Regions from separate parts of the Oryctolagus cuniculus genome. Here region 1 is linked to region 2. A link is a contact called in public Micro-C data. All regions are on one chromosome and are shown on one strand. The core of a region is the stretch at or near the end of the contact, and the rest is flanking DNA. Distances in the headings are between cores, read along the strand shown.

Region 1 (7,055 bases), core at 96-2,595, 960 kb after region 2:
CGAGCCCGGGCTGGGCGCCGAGAAGCTGGGGGAAGGCGGCACCGAGCTGCACGGCGTGCTCATGGGGGTGGAGGACAGCGAGCCCCCGGCGATGAGACGGCCGCACTGGCTGATGATGCGGTCGGTCTCCACCGGCTCCTTTTTCACTTCAAACTTCATCAGATCGAAGTCATTAACATATTCCATGGCCAGGGGACTGGTGGGCAGGTCGGAGTTGCTCATCGCCAGTTCCGTTGCCATCCTCCTGCCGCCGCCGCCGCCGCCGCCGCTCCGCCAGATGGGCTGCAGGAGAGGGGCCAGCGGGCTGTGCTGGGCGGCGAGCGGGTGAGCCAGCTTGCCGGGCTGGGGCGCTTCTAGCTCGCGCGCCGGCGGCTGGCCCGGAACCTCCGAGCGCGCACACGCCCCCCCGCCCTGCCCGCGCCCCCCGCGCCCGCCCTCCCTCCCCGCCTGCTCACGCCAAGGGACTCGCTCGCTCGCTCGCTCGCCCCGGCCCCTCCTCGCCTGCTCGCCTCCGTGCGCGCCGGGCCGGCGGCTTCAGGCTGGGGGAGGTCCTCGGCGAGCTGCGGCGGCGGCGGCGGCGAAGCCGGAGGAGCCCGGCCCGGTGCGCGGCGTCCCCCGCTCGCCGCTCCGCTGCGCGCTTTGCATAAGGAGGGCTCGGCTCGCCGGGGCGCGCGCGGCGGCCGCTCGGGGCTGCAGGCGCGGCGGGCGCTGTCCGGGCGGTGCGGGCCTTGGCACGGGGGAGTTAACGCTTCATGCTTCTCGCCTCCGCGTCTCCTGGCTCGCTCGCTCTCTTTTTCCTCTTTCTCTCTCTCTCCTCTCCCTCGCTCTCGCTCCCTCTGTGCACAGTGCAAGACAGAAGTGCAGCCTGGCTGGAGGGAAGGGAGCGAGGAGTTAAGTTCCTTCTTGCCTTGTTTCTCTCTCTCTCCCTCTCTCTCTCTCCCTCTCTCTCAAAAGCAAAATCGCGAAGTCCTGGGGAAAGGCGAGGCAGAAGAGCCAAGGGGGAGGCCGAGCGGGTGAGCGGCCCGAGCTACAGCGCGAAGATGAAAAAAGATTTTAAAGCCTGTGATCCAGCAAGAAGAGTTTAAAGCAATTGCTGAGTTTTATAGCACTCGTGACGTCAGGCCCAAATGGGAAATTGACTGGCACTCTGGGCCAATGGCAGGCTGCGAGCGCGGCGGCGATTAGCATAATAGTATAGAAACAAGGAAACTTTTCGGAGCTGTCAATCAGGGCCCAATCAGCTGACTGTCAGCTGGGACGGGCTGGCTTAACCCTTGCCGCGCCGCGCTCCCCGGGCGCGCGAGCCAGGCCCCGCGCAAAGTTTGGCGCAAGAAGAGTAGGGGTTTTCAGAGGGACTGCGGGAGCTCGGGCGGGCCCGGGAGCACCGATCGCTGCTCCTCTCGAGCGCGACAGGGGCCGGCCGGCCTTCCGGGGCCCCCAGCTCACCCTCTGCGGCCGGCGCTGGCACCCGCCGGACTCCCCGGCCCTGCCACCTCCCACCCAGTCCCCAGCGCCGCGCGTCGGCCTGGAGGCTTTTCCTCCTCGCTGCACCTCTGGCGTCCAGGTGTCGGCTGGGGGACCCTGCTTCCCTGGACAGCTCTGTGGTGCTCCGCGCTCAAACTTGGCTCCAACTCTGTCCCTCTCACGGTGTCGGTGCGCGGGGTAACGCGCGCCGCGCTGGGGTAGGGGCTGCGCGCAGGACGCCGCTCCACCGCGCGCCGGCCCGGGGCAGCTGGAGGGGTCCTGGGGGAGGGAGCGGCCCCGGCACAATCGCCTTCCACAGGCGATGGGTGAGCTGGGGCCGTGGGTGTAGGCCCCCGGCCGCAGGCGCGCGCGCCCCTGGCAAGGGAGTGCGGCCGCGGCTGGAACTCTGGGAGCTGGAAGTAGCGTTGGGGGTGCTGGGTCCTCGGCTCCCGACCCCGGCCAGAGCGTGGCCTCCAAGACTCGCACCCCTAGCCCTGGTTGGGCCCCCCTGTTTTAACCAGGCCCTGCGAGCGTTTGGCCGAATTCCTCCAGACTTGCCCGCGGCAAGACCCCAGTCCACACGGGTTACCCTCAAAGGGTTAAATTTTAAGCCACTTTTTCTCGGTTGGACCTGGAAATCTGGAGTGGGGGTGAAGTGGGGGGCGTTTCCCTCCCTCCCCACTGGAAATGCTAATAACCGGTTTAGTTTTTCTCAATCGATTGTTTTAAAGCTTAAGAAAAAAAAAAAAAGGAAAAAAAGAAAGAAAAAAGAACCCGACAAGTCTGTTTCTAAGATTTTAAAGCGATAGGCCAGTCGGAGACGCGGGGATTCATTTGGGATTGAGAGACACTGCTGGAAGCTCACCCCGCGTTTGCGACACCGGGCAGCCCGCTTGAAAGTTGGCACGATTTGTGCAATTAATGAGACGCATTGGGCGTTAATCGTATTTATTTGACTTTGCGGGAGAGGTGGGGGGAAACGCTAGGAAGGGATGCATTTAAAAAAAAAATTTTTTTTTTTTAATTCTGAAAAGCCCGCAGGAGGATCGAAGAGCGAGAACTATTGTTGGACCTGGTTGGTTTGTGCCTCAACAGCGCCACCTTTCGGCAAAGGTCAGTGGACGGCGATGCGCGGCCGGTTCCGCCGCCGCGGGGAGAAGCTGCCTGCCCCGGGCGGGCCGGCGCGCAGAGTGGGTCCGCAGGCGGCGGGCGCGCAGAGTGGGTCCGCAGGCGGCGGGCGGCCCGGGCCTCGCACACAAGGGGCCGGAGACCCGGCTCGCAGGCCCCGGACCACAGCAGCCCGCGGGAGTCCTTGCGGCCGAGCCCTCTTGGCGCGCGTCCCCCAGCACCCCCCAGCACCCCGTCCCCCAGGGCCCCCCAGCCCCACCCCATCACCTCCCCAATAACAGCCCTAGCCCAGAGCCGGGCTGGGTTTCCAGCGGGCTTCGCGGCGCTCTGGAGAGAAGTAAAGTTCTCTAACTCTGGGCGGTAAGATGAAGTGCGTTGCTAGAAAGTTGTTTATCTGCAAAGTAATTCCCGGGAAACCTGACTTCTGTCACCGAGTCCTACATTAAGCCGGCTTCTTGAACCCGGCGCTTCGGCGCGCTTGCACCCACCCGCGGCGGCGGCGGCGGCGGCGGGCTTCGCCGCTTATCGCCAGGCCTGCGGCTGCAGGCTGCGTAGACCGGGGCAGCCCTAGCCTGCGCCGCGCGGGGCCTGGCAGCCCTGGGTCTCAGCAGACCCGGGCATCCCGGCTGGGAGAGGCCCCAGGAGGATGGCGGGGCCGGTGCTGGTCCTCAGGGGCCTGCGCCCAGGGTATTCCGAATTGTCTGCAGAAGCAGTTCTGACTTTGTAGGGCACAGAGCCGGGAGAAAGGGTGAGGATTGTCTCCCAATTCCCCGGAAGTTAGGGGAAGGTGCTGGGTGCACTCCGTCCTCTGCCTCAACGACAGGGGCACTGCACTGTCCCGAGCCATCGTTTCTTTCATTTTTTAAAAAGAATTATTAGACACAAGTGTCTGAAGTTTATATATATATATATAATATAAAATTTATGTATAAGTTGGGGGTTTAGGATAATTTTAAAAAATCACATAGTTTTGTTGACAGCTCTAAGGTATGATCCATGCTTCTCCCCCTCCCCTCCCCCCCAAAAAATAAGAAAAAAGCATTTCTGGCTAGGGACATTGAAACTTCTGCACTTGTAAATAAACAACATTTTTTAAACAAAGTTGGCTAATGAGGAAGCCGGGGCCCTACAGATCGGCGGCGGCCACATACCCAGTCGTCTCCAGCACACATCATTTCTAGAAATGCCCATCTTTGGCACGATCGCTTTATTATCATCTGCGCATTTTCTAGGGTTTATTTTTGTGCACTGCTGTCAAGCCAGGGTGTTTTTCTTTCTCTTATTGTAGATTCTTTTATAGTTCTCTCGTTTTCTCTTGGGAAAAAAAAGAGAGAGAGAGAAAGGGAGAGAGGATCAGGATTATTTTTCAGATGTGTAGCCCTGGTGCTCTCTGGGGCTTACAACTTAATTCTCACTTTTGTCCCTTTTACTTTATTATTTAGTGATTCACAGGGGTGTCTAAACATTTACAGTTCTCTGTTAGTGGCGTTTCTTTTATAACAATCGAGCCCTCTCATTTTAATTAGTACTATTCAGGTTTCTGAGGCTCTACAATTACAACAGGACACATTTCTTTAGATTTCTTCCCTAACTTTGTTTCGCTTCTGTCCAAGCCAATCTAATCCAAATACAATATGAACTGTGTTTTCTTACAGCTTAATACCCCCTTGCTATATATAGCCCAGTAATCTCTGTAGAACAATATACAGTAATTCAGAAACCGTGCATTTGTCATTATTGACCAATTCAAACCAGTAGCTGTGAAGTCTCTGAAAGCGATGAATATTTATAGAAGATTTTTGAGGGGAGGCGGCCATGGGTCGAATCACCGAAAGGGTTGCGAAAGAGTCAGCATCAAAAACACAACTGTAGTTTCGTGCCAGTCCACGCGTAACAACTTCGTGCCAGATGAATGTAAAACCCTTGCGAACAAATTACAAAGACTGAAAGCTAAAGGGAACACATTTTTCCTGATTGTTACACCAACTTAAGTGCATCACACCAAAATCGGACATAAATATATATGTGTGTGTGTGTGTGTGTGTAAAATATGCAGAGAACAGGATGCACCAAACACGGCGTCTGAACTCTTTGTTTATCTGGGAACTGATTTTTCTAGGGCAGAGCTGACCAGCGTCCACTACATTTCACTATGAAACAACCTGAATTGATCTGCGAAAGAGTTCTTTAGAGGAACTGAATGATGAGGCGCCCGCTGTTCTTAGGGCTCGTGTTAGATAAATCCTTTTAACAGTCTTCAGTTAGCAGGGTAAGTAAGTCACAAATCACTGTTCGCAGATTCATGGAAGAAAATTAATAGAATCAGACGCGATAATCTGATAAGGGTAAACTTGCTGAGGAAACAGTCTTGCCTCACATCGGAGGCTCTGAAACAACAGTCTGATTACTCCGAGTCGTCATGAATAGGTGAATTATGTGTTAAATAATCATCAGAGTAATTCAGCATTTATTAATTCTTTTTCTCTTTAAGCAATTCACAGTTGTAAGTTAAAGCCGCTCTCTCTTTGAAGACACATCTTTTATAATTTTTATTAGAGGTAATTTATTATTTGCATTACCTGTATTTACTTCATAATTGAACATTTTGCATTCAAATTTATGTAATGCATTATGCTTGAGAATATATTTCTGCCTGATTAGCATAAATAGTCACTTACCTCATGAATTACTAACAAAGTTTATCTTAAAATATAGGTTTTTTTATTAAGTGGAACGCAAACATATGTACAATAAATTCTGATTTTCCGGTGCGGTTAGAGAACAACTAACATTTGCTTACCGGGAGGAGGAAGCAAAATAGAGACAAATGAGGGGTGGAGGTTTCTTTCCCAGGGTCTCCTTTAGATGGGGCGGGGGGTGAGCCTGGCGGGGGCGGGAGGAGAAGCCGAGGGGAGGAGGCAGCCCTGGGCTCCTCATGTATTGTTTGCATTATTTTTTGGGTGCTCTCAACATGAAATGTGGGCCCCATCATCAGTGGTCTCTCCCTTAGTGACAGCAGGTCAATAGCATGGACAGAGTTTGGGGGGTTTGTTGATTTTATCTTGATTTCATGTGTGTTTTGTTTTTTTTTGTTTGTTTGTTTTGTTTTTGGTCTCCTTTTGTCTGCAGCGTTCTTCCCAGGCTGTGTCATGAAATACGTGTTTGTTTTACACACAGAGACGTGGAAGATCCAGGTGTGTTCCCAAGCGAGGACTCCCGGGAAGGTGGGCCAGACGGGGGCCAGCTCGCTCCCCCTTCCTTATCCCACAGAGGCCCCCACAGTGGCCTGGCAGATGGGAGGCGCTTGATGAATGGCCTTGTGTATGCTGTCCACGAGAGTGTTAAATGAAAGGACTTCTGGGTTCAGGCCGTACAAGGGATGTAAGATGAGGGGGCCACCCCGCATCCACACATTTCTGTGCTGTTTCCGTCTCCCTCTGCAGGGCAGGGCCATCTCCCTGGGTTTTCCTTTTCCTTCGCCGAGGGGCTGTTGATGACGACGAGTCCGTCAGCATCCCTGTGGTCCCTCTTTGCCACTTACACTGGTGACGGGGTTTCTCTCCACAGCGTTTATCCCTTCAGTGATTTCTACTGTGGTGAGTTCAAAACTGACTTTAAAACAAAACAGGATTGGAACAAGGGACGAGTGTAGGCTGTAACTTCCTGCTCGCTGACGAGAGGACAGATTCATGGACGACGGTCCCTTGTGAGTTTTGCTCTCCGTTATTCCTACCCCCCAGTGATGGGGGCGTGTCCTCCCTCGGTGGGCACCATCAGAGGCTGACCCAGAGATTTTCTTAACACGTGTGCTCTGAACTCCTTTGGCTGGGACCCCTTATGGGGACCTTTATTTCTGTTCTCAGTGCCATTGTGGGTGTGGCCAGGCTTTGTCAGGCATTGTTCTGTGCACTACAAACACCAAACGTGCCCAGGGACGCCCTCCCAGCACCGTGTCCATTGCGACAGAATGTTCCAGATCCTATGGAGAACAGAAATCGGGCTGAACACCTCTACCACCCACAATAAAAGTTAAAGGGACAGAATGGACCTTCTGTTGCTATTATTTTTCTTTATTAGTTTTCTTACAGTGATGTCTTCTCTGGCAAGCACAACAGAAATAAGCTATCAAACAAAAGGATGGCTAGTTCTTCTCTTCACCAAGACCCCTGGCCTTGGTGTCAGCTGTTTCCATCTGCAATACTTAGGGTGCCTATGTATACTTTTAACAGAGTGGCCTCGCCGCAGCTGCACAGTGAACACCCTTTGAAATGCACTCACGTTTACAGTCTCAAACACTGGTTTTGAGCACTTCTCTGCTCTTTGAGCGAATTCACCTCGTGGGATCTTAGACTGCGGTGGGGGTTGGGGGGCAAAGCTAGAGATCCGATCAGCTAATGTGGGCGCCTGACCCTGCTTTACGCTCCCTGGCGGGGGAGCTGGCTGCATGCACACCGGCTTCTCCG
Region 2 (6,210 bases), core at 704-3,203:
TGCAAGTTATTTTTTTCTATTCCCTGGGTGTGATGAAATAAATAACATTCAAATACATTTTAAATATGTCAGTCAAGGAAAAGAAAAAGTACTTGGCAACTGTGTTTGAGAGATTTCTTCTATGATTAATTCTCCTATTAAGTTTTAATGACTTTAAAGATATAAAGCTAGAAACCATAGAAGTAGGCATGGTTAGCCGGCGCCGTGGCTCAATAGGCTAATCCTCCACCTTGCGGCGCCGGCACACCGGGTTCTAGTCCCGGTTGGGGCGCCGGATTCTGTCCCGGTTGCCCCTCTTCCAGGCCAGCTCTCTGCTATGGCCAGGGAGTGCAGTGGAGGATGGCCCAGGTGCTTGGGCCCTGCACCCCATGGGAGACCAGGAAAAGCACCTGGCTCCTGGCTCCTGCCAGGATCAGCGCGGTGCGCCGGCTGCAGCGGCGGCCATTGGAGGGTGAACCAACGGCAAAGGAAGACCTTTCTCTCTCTGTCTCTCTCTCTCACTGTCCACTCTGCCTGTCAAAAAAAAAAAAAAAAAAAAAAAAAAAAAAAAAAAAAAAGAAGTAGGCATGGTTAATAAATAACCAAAACACCAGGTGTATAGAAATACATCTGTGGAAAAATGAAGTCATATATTCTCTAGGATGCCTTAGGGAATGGCTCTTTGGCAAATCTAGGGAGCATATTATCCCCGAAGAGGGGAACGTTTTGAAACAGTGAAGTCAAAGATACTCTTCAAGGAAACCCTCGGAGAAAGGTACTGTCTCAGACTCGCGTTTGTAGATCAAGTTAGTTTGTCAAGCAGTGTTCATTAGCAAGGTCTGTCTCTTGGAATGCATCTGTCCACTTCAGATTTTAAGGAAACCTTGTATGGATTTTTCTAGTACTTGTCATCCTTTGTTTTCAGAGTTTTCTTCCCAGGTTCACATGGCATGGGAGGCACATTTCCTCTCGGTTGTTTCACAGATGCTCAGAGGACTGGCCCATCCCTCAGTGGGAGTCACGGTGCCAGTGGCTTCGTGATACTATTTTTTTTTTGGTCCTTGAGCACCTAGAATTTATGTACTATGACTCGGTTTATCCTGAAGATCTCTCTATGAGTGCACTTTCAACTTCTCACCTCCAGTGCTTAAGCTGAGCCTTTGAGAAACCAAAGGCACATGAATTAATGTGAATACTCATCAGGAAGAGTTGTAGAGCCCCCAGAAGAAGAATGGGTGCATTTGTGCCCAAAAGGAGATAAGTGGTGCATTTCACACAATTCCTTCTGTTCTGTGGGCTATTACTTTTCCTGAATTTTTCTGAGCCGACAAATCACAGTAGATTGGGAACATTCACAATAGGGAGCCCGCACTCTGTGAAACTTGAAATCTAAAGATCTTTTTAAACACAAAGAACTTATTTTTTGAAAGTTTGTGGCCCATCCCAAATGAATTCTGGTTTGTAGCCTATAAAATGTGTGGAGTGAGAAAACAGAGAATATTGTTCCTTTCTGTTTATATTATTTTGTACTGAGGGAACACACTTGCCAAGAGTTCCAGGCAGCTTCTGGCTTGACAGCATCTTATTTAACTGGCTTAGTTTCTAGAATAAAGCTAGGATCTACCAGAACCGTACCAGGGGTCTACCTGGTGCTCAGGTCACCCCTGAGCTGGAGGAGACTAGAGCAAGTAAAAGTAATTTGTCTCTCTGTGAAAATCCCCCTCCGTTTTAATTTTTAGGACAAGTATTTGGCCTTGGCATCCAGAGAGCCTGGTCCAGTGCTGGAGATCGAGCCAGGCTCCAGAGCATTGCCGGACCACAGGTCCCAGTGACTTGCCTCCCCCAGAAATAAGGCTTCCTCCTTGCTCCTGAACACTAGGGAGTCTGGTTAGCAACACCCTCCTTCCTAGTCCTGGCCAGGCCCTTGGGCTCTCACTAGCACACTGAGCACACAGGCTGCAGGCTGGAAGAAGCCCCAAGCATTTGGCCAGGAAGAGGCAACTTGTTCCAGCTGGCCCACGCACTGTGCTTTAAAAATTACCCAGATGAACTGATTTTGTAGAGCGAGTGGGTGGAAAGGCTCCAGGGCCGCAGAGGAAGACTGGGCCTTTCTCTCCCTCTTGAGAGCAGTGCGATTTGGAAAGAGAAGCACACTTGCTTGGCTGCGCCCCAGAGGAGAGACATGTTGTGCAGGAGCCGTGCTGTCCCTGCTCAGTGCAGCTAGACCCCTGCACTGAGGGGTGCCCCACTGAGGACCAGGTTAGTCTGTGCCCAGGACACGCTGGCATAGGGCCGCCTCGAGTAGGAGGAAGAACAGGCTTCAAGTGTTGAGACAGTGGCTTCTGTGGACGTGAACAGGCTCCAGCATAAAGCTGAGGCATGCCTGTGCTCCCTGTGGATACACAGGCCGTGTTCTCTTGGCCTGGTGCCCGAGCGTGTTCTTGGCACATGTCCGCATTCTCTATCTCTTTCGCCTTACGAACGAATCGGGTCAGTGACTTAGCCTCTCTGTCAAATGAAGAGTAGAGCTTCTACAGTCTTAACTCTGATTTTAACCCAGGAGAAAGGAAAAAAAAACACTGGAGGAGAATTCTGCACCTCCTTGAGCTCCATTCCCCCCACCCCTAAAAGGTGGATCCAGATTCTCCAAAAACTTGTCCGTCTGTCCATCCATCCACGTGTACACTGGCACGTGGCAGCCCAGGTGCCTCCTCTCACACCTGCCTCAAGCCTGGCCTGTGATGCCATGGCTGAGAGGTGGGAAGGACATTACAGTGTGGACTCTTGTTAGAGGGTCTGTCTTCTTCATTAATAATAATTAATTGTTACTTGCCCAGATCCTGTGTTATGCTAAGCCTGAGTTCTTTTCAGGCTCGGGTGCCTTGTAATCTGTGTTGTTGTGAACCCTGGAGCAGCAAGATCTTTCAAAGATGGACAACATTATCTTGAATAAAGTAATAGACACAGATAGTGTCGTAGGTTCTTTCAGCCACCAGAGAGCAAACGAAAGATCTCAGTACTAGGACTCTCTTGGGGATACAGAACATGTCCTCCCCCCCCCCCAGTATGTGTGTGTGTGTGTGTGTGTGTGTGTGAGAGAGAGAGAGAGAGAGAGAGCGCGCGCACGCTATTTTTTGAAGATAAGATAAACAGTAATATATATAAATTTTTTTTCTGGGCAAGCACCACAGATTGGATTTCACATTACAAATGTCATTTGGGCCTAGGAAACATGGATGTTTATTATAAGCAACTGACCCTTGGCGATCAAAATAAAAAGTGAGAGAGAAACAAACCATGTTTGTGACAAGTGAGAGGATATTCCAGTTTGTATCTCATGGATACTGTATAGCTCTGACACTCCCAGGGAGTGCTTTGGAATTCTTCTAGTCTTGTTGGCCCATAAAACGCCGTGGTTTTTATTTATTTTTTTGAATACATGGAGGGACACCCACATTGTGCCGTACCACACACCTTATTCTCGAGAAAGGCATGCGGCATCTGTGTCACCCGTGTGCCACCGCCGTGTTCAGCATCCTTTGAGCAGCATTGATGCTCCTGAGCCAAATGGCGGTGTGCACCGCTGAGTGCGGGGGCATGTCTGGATTATCGTAGGAAGGCGAGGAAACTCAGTCCTGCTGTGCTCCCACGTGCCAACACCACTCAGTGCTGGTGCTGCCTGGCTGGGGGAACCGCTTCCAGAACCGCACCTCAAGAAATACGGTGTGGAAGAGCCTCCTAAACTGCCCCTCCTTTTCTTGAGCTCACACAGCTTATCCCTCTAACTGCAGGACGCTGCAGGTTGCTCCATAGAACGGGGTGAACCAACTTGGCCTTGACATCAGGGGGTCTGGGTTTGCTAGACGCCCTCCACACTTGGCCCGGGTTCCAGGCTTTACTTCTGAAATCAGTTTTTGCCTCCAACAGCAGCAAATGATGAAGAGCACAATAAGGTTACTCGCAAATCTGAGGAGCAGCCGAAAGCGGACCACATCCTGCACTCCAGGGGAGCAGAGGGAAGGCTGGTGGCCAGGCGGGGGAGGTGGGAAGCGGAGCGGGAAAGCCTCCAGCCAGTGGCTCGCTCTGCAGATCTGTGTGCTGTGACTGGAGCCGTCTGTGTCTGTGGGGCTGGCCTGCTGGCTGGGCTGGCCCACTCAGAAGCACGAACGCCTTCCTCTCTGTCCCCTTTGTCTTTGTCAAAACTCCCGACTCTTCAGAAAGGACCGTATTTAATTTTTTCAGCTGTTCCATCTGGATCACGGATGGCCAGCTACATTCAAAAGCATCTCCCTCTCTCAGAAGAGAGTGAGGGGGTTGAGCCAGCAGGACCGCAGGGTGAAGGGTGTGTGTGTATGCATGCCTGTGTGCTCTTGCACAATTGGCAGTTTCTGGTGTCCAGCGAAGCCCTTCATTCCTGTTGACCTTGCACTGGGTAGTAACGAAGTCGTGCAGATAGTACTCGGGGCTCCGCACTTCCTTACGGTCTGGCCACTTTTGACTGTTTTCTGAGGTTATCTGGATCTGTTGTGTGCCTGTGCTGGAAATGTCCTGGAACACTGTGAAATTGCACAGTGCTCTCAAGCCCTGCCCCCAGGGTCCTTGTCTTGGCAATTTGAAAGCCACAGCGGCATTATTTATGCCACAGAAATAGGCAAAAACTACAACTCAAGGCTCGACTTTTTAAAAATATCATCTCGACTTAGAAAGTGATTATACTGTTAATAATGCAGATTAAATTGAAGAGAACATGCTGTAAACATCACACTATGAATAGTATAAAAAATCGTGGGAATATTCCCTCAGTGCATTAAAAAACCTGTTATCCGATTCAGCACAGAAATCGCTTCGCCATTGAAGAATGAGTGAAGAACCAAAATATGTCTGTCTTTACCGTTTGACCCTCATCTCACTGATTAACTCAGAAGTATCAAGCAATAACATCAGCTGCAGCCACAGCTTAGCTGTGGATGCAAGGGTTCAGCACAAATCACAGCACTCCCTGAGAATCGGTGAGCTCTGTGGAATTATAAATAAAAACTATAAAATCATAAACATAAACTATAAATTGGAAATAATAAAGGATATGGCATTTTTTTTTCTTACTAATGGTGTGCTATACACCCTTTCCAGCAGGAAAGCATAAACTAAACAGACACCCGTATATTTATACACTCAGGTTCGTTTTTGGAGAGCCAATTGTGAAGCCTTTACCAGAACGCTGGACTCAGTTCAGTCAGCTGCTGACTTGAGACAGTGTTTGAGATTTAGTGATGAGTATAATGAGCCCGCCACGCCCGTGCTGGCACAAAGTCGCTAAGCCACCAGGATGGCCATTGTTAGTTGTGGACATTGCTCCCTCTGGATGTCACTGTGGTGTGGACTACACTGACAGGTGGCGGTGCACTCTGGCCAGCAGCAGCCCCACCAGGGGTGGTGGGCTGCTCAGCATGCATGTCCCTAGTCCCATGTGTTACTTTTCAGAGAGCAGAAATCCTTGTCCTCCCCTGCCTCTTGGTGTTCACAGTCCCTCCAACAGCTTGTGCACAATCAGGAGCCGGCAGAAGATGACCGTTGTGGTTGTGGAGGCAGCTCATTGCCTCCCGTTCCCAGCATATCCGTGGTCTGCAAGCATAACCAGTGACCGTGTCCACTACAGCAGACCTGTCAGCGAAGCTTGCAGGGCTGCCTCTGTCCAGCCACCTTGTTCTTTGAAGAAGCATTTGGAACTTCTAAGAGCCCTAGAAAGATGTTCACAAGACATATCTAAGTGAAAACAAGGGACAAGGGGATACTTTGGTATCCCATGGAAAAGGACCCAAGGGCCTGCAGATGCCTGGGATGCCTCAAGCATGTCTATTGTGAATGTCATTTGTGAGTCTGAGCCAGGCATTCTGTCTCCTAAGCCTGTTGCCTAAGAAATCTCCAAGCCCTTTGAACATAATGGTTTCACACCTCTCTGCTCACATACCTTCCGACTCGTACGTTTCTTGTTATTCTAGTTGAGTACTGCCTTCAGACAGAGGTTGCCAATAAAGTTTATTGTAGGAGCTAAGTGTCAATATGTGTAGCACCCCCCCGCCTGGGGTGCTTGTAATTAAAATGCCACAGATAGTCTGAGAGAGGCATGAAAATTTGATGGCAAATTGATTTCAGGTTCATCTTGAAATTTGTCCTCAGCTGGACTCGATACTCCTGGCAGACATGGGATGGCTTTTGTCAGAAGGGTCTGCT

The links. Hi-C and Micro-C count contacts between places; a contact is called where the count stands out from the background.
Region 1: a contact with region 2 is called in a Micro-C map of ear pinna, with 8 times the contacts expected there. The contact joins the promoter of MAF here to the enhancer-like site in region 2. A contact is called at or near these places in 3 of 6 Hi-C or Micro-C datasets (ear pinna, psoas muscle and an unstated tissue).

What each region holds. Positions count from the first base shown.
Region 1 is chr18:61,811,625-61,818,679 of mOryCun1.1, forward strand. MAF (MAF bZIP transcription factor) reads right to left here and starts at 1,346. Exons shown (of 2, transcript XM_051847318.2): 1 at 1-1,346. The coding sequence starts at 240. It overlaps LOC103348530 (a long non-coding RNA gene), which reads left to right and starts at 4,868. Exons shown (of 4, transcript XR_001793467.3): 1 at 4,868-5,150; 2 at 5,722-5,786; 3 at 6,160-6,298; 4 at 6,456-6,639.
Region 2 is chr18:60,851,133-60,857,342 of mOryCun1.1, forward strand. All of the region lies in intron 8 of WWOX (WW domain containing oxidoreductase), which reads left to right. Among named protein-coding and RNA genes, the nearest start is that of WWOX, 410 kb to the left of the region's middle. Within about 2 kb of position 1,954, at least 4 of the 8 cell types and tissues checked have an H3K27ac peak or open chromatin away from gene starts, as enhancers often do. A contact at or near this core is called in ear pinna, where this site is marked.